Linked DNA regions of Sorghum bicolor: region 2 is linked to region 1. The links are chromatin contacts, called in public HiCAR-type maps. All regions are on one chromosome and are shown on one strand. The core of a region is the stretch at or near the end of the contact, and the rest is flanking DNA. Distances in the headings are between cores, read along the strand shown.

Region 1 (6,928 bases), core at 3,164-5,663:
GAAATATTAATCGAAACCTATCTGAACAAAGTGCCATTGATCATTAAATAACACTATTTTCAGTAATGTAGGCCATTTCTCATCCTTTTATTTTTGTATCTAGCCCTTCTCTATACATTATATTTGCTCAGTTGTTCGCACTGTTTTTTCCCGTTCATCTCCTGCAGTGACGACGGTGTATTTTGTGCTCATTTGTTCGCAGGCAGCAATGGTTGCCTCATCTGCTGTTTGTGTGACGTTGCTCTCTCTTGCTTTTAGTTTAGATTCTTATTCATGTGGTGCCTGAATGTGATTACAGCCATGTCTGCAAATTAGTTACAGCTTACGTGTGAAAAGAATTTCCTGTTGTGGGAAACAAATCTTTTATTCAGTATAGATCTGTTTTGGGCTTTATCAGTTTGTAAGTTCCTTTGATTAGACATGATAATGATCCAAAATGGGAGCAAATATATGTATTAGAATTTAGAAGTTACTTTGATTACACATTTACACATGATAATGGTCCAAAATGGAAACAAATATGTATTAGTGTTCAGCTTACAGTGAGGATGCACACAAATAGTTCTCAACATATTGCATACAGCTGTGGTAGGCCAGTGGAAACAACAGTTCGCCTTACTGCATAGTAGGTACATATCTGCTGTTTAAGTTACAATATGTGATTTATTTATGTGCCAGCGCTTGGTATCCTGATATGAAATTTTTGATGTTACAACATTCAGCAGTCCTAAAAGTACATGTGCAATGTGATCCACAGTTTGAGCAGGTTTTTGGTCAATGATGACCTTGAGATATGCTATGAGAATTTGAAGGTAATTCACCCAGATCATTGGCTACCTTGCCTGTATTTTTTTCGATGCAAGACTCCAATAATGACATTAATATTTTCTAAATAATTGATTGTAACCTGCAGAGGTTGCTATCTCTGGATGATACCAAGAAGATTCAGATGATTTTTCTAACTTTGATGAAGTACTTTTCCTTCCACTGTGGACTGATGCTTCAGTGTGTATTTTTGATGCTCAATCCCATTATCCTTCAGTTACCAAGTAGGGCAAAGAAACTGCAAGTTACTCTATCATGGCAAAAACCGGATGTAATCTATACCTATGCACCACCGTATATATGTAATATACACTCAATCATATATCCAACACGTTTTGCCCATCTTCAAAAACTTCAGTTACCAAGTAGAACAGACTGTATAATATACACTCAATCGTATATATATGTAATAAACACTACAGATTAGTGAGCATGCATGTATAAACAGTGTCCCTAGACTGAATTTGGGGGGGGGGGGGGGAATCCATAACTTTGTGATGTTTTTCAACTTTAATAACTAAACATATATGTGATGAAGGTGATGACCCTCAAGGTTGAACACTTGAATCCAAAAGGTTGAGAAATTTTTGAAATGGTGAGAGTTCAAAGTGAAGATAGAGTGAAAATTGCTATATCATGTATCCCACTGCTTTGAAATGGTGAGGTTCTTGGCTCCCTACTAGGCTGAAGCAAACACGATGTGTACTGTGAAACAACATAAAAAACATAGGCTTATTGCCATTAGTCACTAAACATATGTTTTCAGACCAGTGAACAGGCTCTCAAGGATTATGTTGGATGAAAATGAATACATGATTTTTTTCCAAAGTTAGATGTAAAATGTAAAAAAAACATCTGAATGATGTTGCACAAAGCAACAACAACCTACGTGTATTATCTATACTATAATTGACCACTTCAAATAATTTTAGATCTACCAAGGAAAATGTCCCTCGCTGAGTAGTCTAACCATTGTGTACCCAGAAAATTACACACAAAAATTTATCTCCATTAAAATTAAGGGCTCACAAAACAACTATGTCAGATCCAAAGGCCTAGAACCAAAGTTTGATGCGAGGCTTCTCACCCCCTTCACACCCGCTCCCTCCCCTCATGAGTCATCCCCCGCACGCCGCAGGTTCGATTCCTGAGACTCGCTAGAAAAAAATCACCGTATAGAAAGAAAAAAACCTCCCAGGCCCAGGGCAGCAGGACTCGCTGCCCTCGACGCCTCGCTCCAAGACGCACGGCGGCGGCCCTCACCATGCTTCTCGGAATCGTGCTCGAAGCCATGAACTAGGCCACGTGGAAGCAGTCCTCGCCATGTTGCATGGAGCCATGCTCGATCACCGGCCCTCCTCGTGCTGCATGGCCCCTCACGACCTCACTGGATGTTTGTACTCTACCACTTGCAGGTTCTTCTCTCTTCCTTTCCTAAACCCCTTCTGATTCATAATCCAATACAGGTTCCTAATACAATGGGCTTTGTGTTCTCCTGCAATGGATTTTTTTGTACTCCCTAATGATGTTGCAAAGTGTCCTCTTTAAAGCCCTGAAGATGTTCGACAAAATGGCAGAGTTGAATTGGCACACTCATGGTCAAGCAATGCATTTGCACCAAGGTACCTGGTAACAATAGAATTCTTTGATTCGTGTCAATTTAAGCTCCAGAAAGAAACTCATGATACCTTGCCATTTAAATCTAAGACTGGACCCTTTTTTGAGGACCCTCCAACTTTCAATTCCACAGAGAAAAATAGTACGAAAGCAACCAATTTTTTCTGTTTTCTTGCTCTATTCTGAAATGATATATTTGGCAAAATGGTCACAGAGAGCATTTGTGTCAACCTACATTTGGTTACTGCAGGTATTCACAAATTCTGATAAAGCTCATGTGGAGGAAGCTCTGCACAGACTTTGTTTATAGGGTTTACTGTGTTCACAAATTACTAGGACATGGTTGTGAGTAGTCCTTTCTCTTCTCTATGTGCAAGATGGTAACAGTAAAAGAGCTAGGACTTCAACATAGCACTATGGACAATGCAAGGTAAATTTAGATCCCCTTACAATATTCAATTATTAAGTCATTGCTAACATGGAGAGCAGTAGAGCTTTCTCATCCTCTGTTCTTTGTTTGACGTCACTTTAGGAGCTCCTTTTCTGCCTCTGACAGATGTAGTGCCTAGCCATTTGCTATCAAAATCATTGAATGCTACATCACCAAATTATATTTTTCTAGGTGCCAAGATTTATGGTTTTTAAAAATTTAGGCCAAGAATAATTTATGTTTTCAGGGGTAGAGATGACTGAAAAAATGTATGGAAATTTGTCTTTGATTTGGAGGTGGGGTGGGGGTGGGGGCATACTTTATCATCCGGTGAAACAAGAATGATATTTGAATGGCCCATGATGTGTAAATGTCAATGCTCTTGATCGATGTGAAGTGACTGCATGTTCTTTTTAATTCCTTTTATTGTTTTGCCAGCTGACCAAAATCAAGCAATTACCATGATATCATATATGCATCGTCAGCAGAGACAGCACAGGTAAGAAGGAAAATTGTGTACCTTCAGTGCTCCAATAGATAGGAGATTGTCAACAACAAGACAATTGGGGAAGGTTCAGACAACGTTTTGCTTGTGGGAATGGAGGGTGTTGCACCAAGTTCTGTCAGCATTGATGTTCTATATGTGGTGAGGATGTTAACACTTGCATCAAGATTTCTGTTAGTTAGGCCAATGAATACGAAGGTTTTTGCTGTTTGTTTGCAGAAAGTTGAAGATCCACTTCACTTTTATAATCAAGATATGCTAACGAACACATTTTCTTATTTAATCAATTGTTATTTTTGCATGTGAAGATTTCTGTTATTTAGGCCAATGAATACGAAGGTTTTTGCTGTTTGTTTGCAGAAAGTTGAAGATCCACTTCACTTTTATAATCAAGGTATGCTAACGAACACATTTTTTTATTTAATCAATTGTTATTTTTGCATGTGAACTTGCCTCTGCAGATATGCGCAACCTCATATGATCTATCTTGCAAATTGAGTGCAGTTTTAGATTCCAGAGAGCTCACTAGGTCAGTATCATTTCTATTTCACTAGAAAACATTACACTTGTGACTATCAGGTGATGGCTTGGGGGGAAAGGTCATGCTTGGATACGCAGAGAGTGGCAAGCTTATTGCCTTTTGCAAAACAAAAAACAGTTTTTAGGAGTGGCAAGCTTATTGCTTTTTGCACACAAAAAACAGTTTTCAGTGAATGAAGGATTGTTCCTAACCATCTTGCACTGAACTTTCTCAACCTGCCTATTCTCGGTTGGCATTAGAGAAGGAATAGGGTTCCACCATTCTTGTACTGCAGTTAATTTGACCCAACTTAAGGCATGGATAATATTTTTGACGAGAAACAGTTATATTGCTTTCTTTTCTACAATGTAATTTGGTTGCATTTGTATATATTTGAGTTCTAATTTGTAGGTATCTGAATGTTGTCGTAGGGCAATATACTAGTGTTAATAATGCTCTCAAATTGGCAGAGATGGCGCGAGAGGACAAAATCTCTTGTCTTATCCGCCACACACGTCGCGCCGGCCACACAAACCGCGCTGATCCCGGGCGCCCGCTTTAGTTCACTCCCCTGTCCCCTCCTCTCCGCGCAGCGGCGACCAAACCATGGAGCTGTCCACCGTCGCCGCCGCAGTTGCCTCGGCCGCCGCGCGTCCACACGGGCATTTCTCCTCTCCCCGCGCGGCCTCCGTCTCCGTCTCCGTCTCGTGGAACAACAGTCCCTCGCTCGCCTCCACCTCACGACGGCAAAGGCTGCTGCGGCGGCTCCCCGTCACCTCGGCCGTCGTGGAGCTCCGCCAAGCCGCTGCCGGGGGCGGAGACTCGCTTCGTGTCACCGAGACGCGGCAGCCTGGATCCAGTGTGAGTCCCCCGCCCGCCTTCCCCTTCCTTGCCTCGCCACGTTGCGATTGCGGCTCGGTGAATGAACAATGAAGCAGGGCGCGTACTGTTCGAGCTTCCATGGTTTGCATATCTTGCAGTTTGCCGCCACGGAGGCTGCTGTGATGGGTAGTGTGAGTAACAGTGGGTAAAGTTTCGTGCTTGATTTTTACGGCCACCTGGCTGTGCGTGTGTCGTTCTTGGCAGGTTAAGTTCAGCGTGGAGGTGCCTACTTCCATCATTCACGACTGTTACCAAACCACGCTACAGGAGTACGCGAAACGTTTTAAGGTATCATTTCTGTGCAAACTGCAAACACGTATGATATGAGTAGTGGGGGTACACCCATAAGAAATTATAAACACATTGGTTGGTTCCTCCAGGAGGTTGATTATGTTACAAATGTTTCGTGGCACAGCAAGACATTAAGCTTTACTACTTCAAATTTAATCGGTACATGCTTCTGTGATCATGTACTTATGAATGGGGTCATGCTCTACGCAGTGCTTAGCACACTGATAGTTTTCTGGATGTGTGGCCAAGTGTACGCTCAACATTCTCATTAAAATTGTGCCTCATCCTTTTTGTGTAAAATAAAGCGCTTTGAAACTGCAAACAGTCAGCCCTGCTGCTTGCAAGTTCCAGGATTTGTCCACTTGTGCAAAATTCGTCAATTTATCATAGCTACAGTACACTAGACATCATTCAAAGAGACCAGAATTCCAAACTGGTGCAGATGTTTCTTCAGAGTAGGATGCTGTCTGTCAGTTGTCACTTACCATGTGATGCTGTATATTATACAGTCTGTTCTGATGTCCATGCTGTTTCTTCTTGACAGGTTCCTGGATTTCGGCCTGGGAAGATCATTCCAGAAAACATTCTTATAAACTATGTAGGACCGCAACATGTACAGGATGCCACAATTGAAGCTGTCTTGAAACATACACTTCCTCAAGCATTGTCCTCGGTAATGAACTCTTAGTCCTATTTGGGGAAGCATCTCTGATGTCTATGATCATAAGCTGTTGGTTTCAAAGTGCTCATGGAAACCAAAATCTAGTTTTGGTAATCTATATTTTTATTATACTCATTCGAGTGATGGTGAAGATTTTGTGGTGAATCTGTCAATTATTACTGAACAGACAGCATTATCTACTAGCATTTCATCATCCCTACTGAACAGACAACTGGCAAGGTGATCTGCAGGCAACACTATCTACTAGCATTTATGTAGAAATTCAATGTGCACCTTTCTGTACTCCATATATCTCCAAAATCACTTCAGCAGTCTGAAACTCTGAATATCTTGTTGAACCATGACTTTTCCTTCCTCCATATTGGCATATATTGTATGACATGCACTTACTACTACGTACATCTATCCAGCTAATGCCTTCCTTTTTTTGGGTGTAAGGTAGAGGAGAGGGCATTAGAAGATTCTGTTCGCATTCTTACTCAGTTTGATGATATGAGAAATTCTTTCTCACTCGACAATGTGTTTAGGTAGACAGTTCTGCCATATATATGACCTACTCATTTCATTTTTTTTAAAGAAAATTGACAGTTCTCAACGAACAGGTTCAACGCTAATACACTATCGATCATGTGATCTTGAGGTCATATACTTTGTTAATGTCAAATTTTGGTCAGGTATGATGTTGCTGTGGATGTTGTCCCTGAAGTCCGATGGTTATCCGAAGACAAATATAAGAACCTCAAAGTTGTCGTTGAAATAGATGAAGCTGTTGATGCAGAAAAGGCAGCAGAAAAAGAGCTTCAGCGACGTCATAAAGCTCTGGGCTTACTTAGAGTTGTGGCTGACAGAGGCCTCCAGGTAATTCTATAGGTACTCTAGTTTGTAACAAACTAATGACACTCAGTTAGTTATTCTTGTAATGAGGCATGTCTGTTTTGAAGCAAATCATGGGCCCACTCATTTTACTTGAAACTAGGCACTTTCAGCAACTATTGCATTATTCCAATATTCTTTGTGTTCCTCTCGTACGTTTATATCCCTTATTTCTTATTTTGTCTCTACTCTGTCGAATTGACCTTAAATACTCATAGTACCAACCAGTATAGGCAATACTGTTCAAGACTGGTAGGACCTGTGACCGGCTAGCTCTCAGCTGAAGTGATAAGTTGATAGCCC
Region 2 (6,180 bases), core at 2,446-4,945, 39 kb before region 1:
AACCAGACACGATTCGAACCCTGCAACCGTTACACCACTGATCCGTTGGTTATCAACCAAGCACAACTTGATTGACCTCGCCAAGAAGGCTTTTCCTGCAAGCGAATCGAAGAACACAAGCAAGAAGGTTTAAACATGCAATCTGAAATTGCAAATATGAATGACACGAATATCAATAGAGGGTTCAAGAACTCGGTTTCAAAGGACTAATCGACGCAGTGGAGGAGATTAAGAACGGGAGCACTGGATCATTGTAAAAGGATTTGTCACCACAGTTACAATGAACGATTCAGTTTCTCGATGGAAAACTAAACTCTAAACAAAACCCAAGTCTCGACAGCTTGCGGCTGCGTGGAATATAAAAGAGAGGCGTCCTAGGATTGGAAGGCGACCAGGGATGGTGCCCACAACTTGGGCTTAAGGTCTGACTCATTACATAGCCAAGTTGGCTTAAAATAGATGACGCATCAACTTATCGTAGTCACACAGATTAATCCACGTGTCATCTGGAGCTGGGACAAGATCCAAAACGATGACATCGTCGTCCCCTTTCCAATGAGTCCAAGATCTCCCTATTTCGATGTCGTATGAAGAAGTTATGATCGAAACATTAACGACGTGTCTGCTGAATTCGAGGGTGACGTGACAGCTGAGTTGGAGATGAGTTGCAACTTGGAAAAGACGATAGTGTAGACATGTCTAGCATGGTGATGTCCTCATCAATGAAAGTCCGAATGGAGTTTCTTAGGTTTTTCCCCTTGGAATGAAGGTTTGGCTCTCTCTCAGGAAGGCAGAAATTATGTAGGCTACAACTGCAACATAAGATGCAGAGCACCCAGGACACAAAAGTAACCTTGTTCTTCCCATATAGCCAGCATCAGGGCAAGTGCAAGGCAACAAACCAGCCCTTAGGCTATCTCCAACAAAGAAGACAAAGCGTGACCCAAATGCATAATAGGTAGTCTATAGTGTTTTGAGTCGCAAAATCGGGCTCCAACCGGATAGGCAAAGGAAACACGCATTTTGCGTAGGAGAGGAGCCAGAACGCAAATATGCGTCCTCTCTCTCCCACGACGCAAATCTCACGACCCCTTCTTCCTTGCTTGCTAGCTCATCGCGGCGCCTTCACCACCGTCTCCGGCATGCCTGCCGCGCGTCGTGCCCAGTCAATGGATAGCGAGCTCACCGCCGTCACGCTCTCCGACTCCAACAGCAGCTATGTCAAGGGCGTCGCCATGGTCACCACAGCCGACGCAGCAGATGCTGACCTGCAGGCGCTCCTCTGCCTCTCCGAGAACCTCACGGCGGCACTCACCTGGAGGCATGCGGCGTGGCGTGGCACTCGGCCGAGAGGTGCGGCATGGAGGCATGCGTGTTTCTTCTCTTTTTTGACAAATGCCTAGAGCTGGTTTGGGTGTTAGGCCTCTGTTGGACAAGGATGAATTTTAGGGTTTGATCCATTTACTGCACATAACCTAAATTATATAATAGGTCTTTTGGGTTCTAATGTTGGAGTCAGTCTTATTCACACTCGTGGTGCCGCTGCTATCACGGATCCCGACTGGCCACTAGTCTTCGTCTGCTTGGCACACAACAAAAAACGGCATGGACTCTCGTATCTGTTCACTGCCGGTAAAATCGGATCAGAAAACAAAGACTGGCGGGGCAAGAGTCAAGAGTCAGGCTCAAGATGGGCTCTAGCAGGCCCAGACCCAAAGAGAACCAGTGGGAAATTAATCAAGGAAGGATTTAACCACTTTTTAAGCTTCTTTGAGATTTGTGCAAAATTTTTGAGGAGGTCTACTAGAGAAAAATTGTATATCTATTAGATAAACTAGAGGCCGTACGTTGCCGCGGGTATGAAAGAGGAATCTATATGCATATAGTGTTGGTAATGCAAAATCATGATATAATATATGTATATAGATTTATTAGTATAATCATAGAGATTGTATCCATAGTGGATGATGTGTATCGCAGACGTGGATATTACAAATCTTGTGCTAGTGAACTTTAATTACAAATGATAGTGGACTACACCTTGCATGTCAATAGAAATTATAAGTGACAAATCATAGTGGACCGTTGAGGTAGATACCGAAATTGCTAATGGTAAATGACAGTGGACTGCTGAAGTGGACGTCTTGCATATCAATAAAAACAACTAGTAGTTTTTGTTTTATAAGAGTTATAGATACTCGTGCGTATAACATGCATTTTTTTGTTGACACTTACGTCCACAGACTTCCAAAAAAACAATTAAAATTCATATCGGACGGATCAAGTTTTCGATGACTTGTATAAGGAATTGTGATTCACTTTGGCCTCTTTTTTTAAACTGGCCACCTAGTTTTTTTAATTGACACAAAGAGATAATTTACTAGCCACGTTTTCATTATATTCCGAAGCTTTCATATACTACTCGATATCATGGGTAGATTTCGTGTTAGGCTTTTAGCAGGCCGTGGGGGCAAGGTGAAGCCACTGCCGGTCTGTGTCGTGCCACCCCACGGGCCTAGCAGTCTAGGCACGAGGCTACTACCTAGACCGTGCCAACCCAGGCCCACATACCACCGGGCTGAGCTATGCTTAGGCTGAGCCAAAATTACGGACCTCCGGGCCGCCATACTCAAGGCTATATGGACATTTATACACATGGAGGCACTAGGTGACAAGGCCACCAAGGCGTTTTCGTTAGGGATGAAAACGGTACGGATATTTTAAGACCGTATTCGATACCGAATTCGTTTAGAGGGGTTCAGATCTATCTGTATCCGAGTCCGAATATTCAACATCCGATACCGTATCCGTATCCGAATACTTAAATCGTATATTTATGATGTCGACATCCAATCGTATCTTATCCGACATGATTGATATTATCCGTATTCGAATCCGAATTCGACCAGAAATATGAAAACAAATATGATATCCGTCCGTATCCGATCCGTTTTCATCTCTAGTTTTCGTGGTCTTTTGGTGGACTTGCTGTGTGGGCCGCTTCACGTGTACTTCCTCCGTCCCATAAATAAACGCAATTTTAGCAATGAACCTGTACATGCGTGGTGTTTATATTAATTGCTAGAATTGTGTTTTTTTTTGGGACAGATGGAGTACTTTAATGGTGGCTTGATCCAGGATTCGAGATAAATTCCTTCTTTTCTAAAAAAGATGAGTTTCTTCTCTTTTTTTTCCTTACACAAATACAGATGCTTATACGTTATGCTTGCTGCTAGTCGTATTCGTATTGTTGTACATGTTTGGAGTTCGGAGGCGCGCGCACGAAACGCCGTTGGATGAAAGCCCGGGCACAAGTTTACATATATGTTCAGTGGAACTTATATAATGTGAACCTCTTTTTGAAAGTATATAGTGCGATCTTCAACGGACAAGACTTGTGGTTTATATATGCGCACGTATATTGTTCGAATAAAGAATATGTAATATATGTGTGCTCGTGCTCGAATTGGACAAACAACCGTACCGCCAGCTCTCCGGCCAAAAGTCTGAAGACTCCACTGGCACCGGCAGCACTATATAGCTAGTTATTCGATTAGCACCTCATCAATTGTGAAATTTGTGTCACAGTTGGTTGTAGTTCTTGAGAAAAGAGTGCGCATGAACATATTGTATTTATATGATACTTGGGGTACTAGCCTGCAAAGCTCCTCCCCATCAAGAATAAAGCTACACTGAACTGAGAGCTCAGAGTCCAGTCCAGTGTCGATCCACCAGACACGTACGAGTGAAGTGACCGACCACCTGCTGCCCGGCCGGGCATATTGCAGCAGCGGCAATGGCTTGCCTCGCCGGTAGCGTTGGCGTTGCTGCAATTCTTCTCGTCTTCCACCTCGCCTCCGCTGGTGGAAGCAGCAGCGTCGATCTTGGGCGAAAGGCCGGCAGCATCGCCGCCGCCGCCGACGAGCAGTCGCCGGCAGTGGAGGAGGCGGCCTCGAGGGGGAGGTACGCCGTCATCTTCGACGCCGGGAGCACGGGCAGCCGTGTTCACGTCTTCAAATTCGACAAGAAGCTCGACCTCGTCCCGATCGGCGACGACATCGAGTTCTTCACCAAGGTACCATCAGTTAGCTAGATAGTTACATCTATCGGCAATTCATCTCAGAAAGGAAATATATAGACTGATCAACCAGTGACAATAACGCATCATCGGAAGAACACGAACGTACAGTGCACGATGACCGTATGTGGCATCCCGAAAACGAGCCAACACCATCACAGTAAAAGCTTGTAACTGGCCGGTTTAATTTGGTGTTGGACCTTATCCTGCACACGGATATACAATGCAAGGGGCTCACACAGCATGTGACCTGTTGGGGTCCACAAATTTGGATGCTAGTGTACACTTTAGCAATAACAAAAGAAGAAGAAGAAAAGCCGGAAAATAAATTTGAAATTAACAAATCATTTTTTTCATCTGCCCTCCTCTTTATATGCAAAGCAAAGTTACTGAGTGGATTGTTGATGAATTATTATGTATGCATGTTTGTGACTTGTTGATGATCAGATAAAGCCCGGGCTGAGCTCATTTGCGGGGAAACCTCAAGAGGCCGCAAACTCTATACTGCCCCTTCTTGAGCAGGCTAAGGAGATTGTCCCTCTCCGGCTTCAGAAAGATACTCCGCTCAAACTTGGGGTAATAAATTGTTTTCTTCATCTAAGTTCATCATCTAATGATGAAAGACCCCCTCCCATATACATCTGTAGCTGTATGTTCACGTTTCAATGCATCTCAAGTACTAGTGATTAGTGGATAAAGCTTAATATCATCTTACACATATCCTGTGTTTCTATCAAATTGCAGGCAACAGCTGGTCTAAGATTAATCGGAGATGAGAAGGCAGAGGAGATTCTTGAAGCGGTAGCATACCATCTTACTAACCAAATCATGCCTTGTTGTATTCTAGATACAAAGTTTTCTTTCTTAATTGTTTGTTTGTTTCTCAATGCAGGTTAGAGATCTTGTCCACACCAAGAGCAAATTTCAGTACAACCCCAAATGGATCACTGTTCTCGAGGGAACGCAAGAAGGATCTTACCTATGGGTATGTAAATTATTCCTAACTTCTGTGTTACATAATTTATTTATTTATTATTTTTTGCCAAAAAACATGTGCAATACATCTTGTGTTCTCAGTTAGTAAACTGTGATGTATGTGGCACCTACTTGTGTTGTAGGTTGCTCTGAATTATCTGTTAGGTAAGTTGGGAGGGGACTACTCGAAGACGGTTGGAGTGATAGATTTGGGAGGTGGATCAGTGCAAATGGCATATGCCGTTTCTGGGAATGCTGCTGCAAATGCCCCAGCTGTACCTGATGGGAAGGATCCATACATTACAAAGGAGTACCTGAAGGGAAAATATTATAACCTCTATGTTCACAGGTTTAGCAAACATTATGTTTAAACTTTAACTTACTTAGCCTGTCATTGACTTTTACATTATGTTGGAAAGAGTAAACTATGATGGTACTTACTACATCGTTTAGTGTTTGCAGTTTTTTTACATTACAGTAATAATCATTGAACCATGATGATTCAGTAAAAGAATTATTAAACCATGATGAATGTTTTCTATATCAAATCATGAACTAATGTTCTAGTTTGTGACTAATGCAAGTAACCTTCCTTGTTTACCTCTGCAGCTACTTGTACTATGGCCTGTCTGCTGTTCGAGTAGAGATTCTGAAGGCAAAGAATGGGCCATTTAGCCACTGCGTATTGCGTGGGTTCAGTGGTATGCTGGCATACATGCATAATCAACCTCCTTCTTGCTTATCAATTCGTCGTATTTCCAGTAACTAGCACACAAATGCTTAGTCCTGAATTGCTATCATATCATTCATTAAGGTACATACAGCTACAATGGGAAGGACTATGATGCAACGGCGTCACCTGAAGGCGCAGTGTATGACAAGTGCAGAGAAGAGATAATAAAGGCACTAAACCAGAGTGCACCATGTAATGCAAAGAACTGCACCTTTAATGGCGTCTGGAATGGAGGCGGTGGAGCTGGCCAGGACAATCTCTACGTTGCATCCTTCTTCTTTGACAAGGCTTCACAGGTATATATAATATAACTTAGCAACTCCTGATCATGTATATACAGACCTAATGATTCACATGAATCACTTAATTGGCAGGTTGGCTTCATTGACAGTGA

The links. HiCAR-type assays count read pairs that join an accessible place to other places.
Region 2: a HiCAR-type map of leaf shows a contact between it and region 1, with 6 times the contacts expected there. The contact joins the promoter of LOC8067142 here to the promoter of LOC8071455 in region 1. A contact is called at or near these places in 1 of 4 Hi-C or Micro-C datasets (leaf) and 1 of 1 datasets of contacts at active chromatin or transcription factors (leaf).

Annotation. Positions count from the first base shown.
Region 1 is chr8:1,883,025-1,889,952 of Sorghum_bicolor_NCBIv3, reverse strand. LOC8071455 (trigger factor-like protein TIG, Chloroplastic) reads left to right here and starts at 4,413. Exons shown (of 13, transcript XM_002442686.2): 1 at 4,413-4,758; 2 at 4,984-5,067; 3 at 5,615-5,743; 4 at 6,191-6,279; 5 at 6,427-6,610. The coding sequence starts at 4,504.
Region 2 is chr8:1,921,933-1,928,112 of Sorghum_bicolor_NCBIv3, reverse strand. LOC8067142 (probable apyrase 3) reads left to right here and starts at 3,695. Exons shown (of 9, transcript XM_021446321.1): 1 at 3,695-4,075; 2 at 4,526-4,654; 3 at 4,823-4,879; 4 at 4,971-5,063; 5 at 5,197-5,402; 6 at 5,663-5,754; 7 at 5,868-6,082; 8 at 6,161-6,180. The coding sequence starts at 3,797.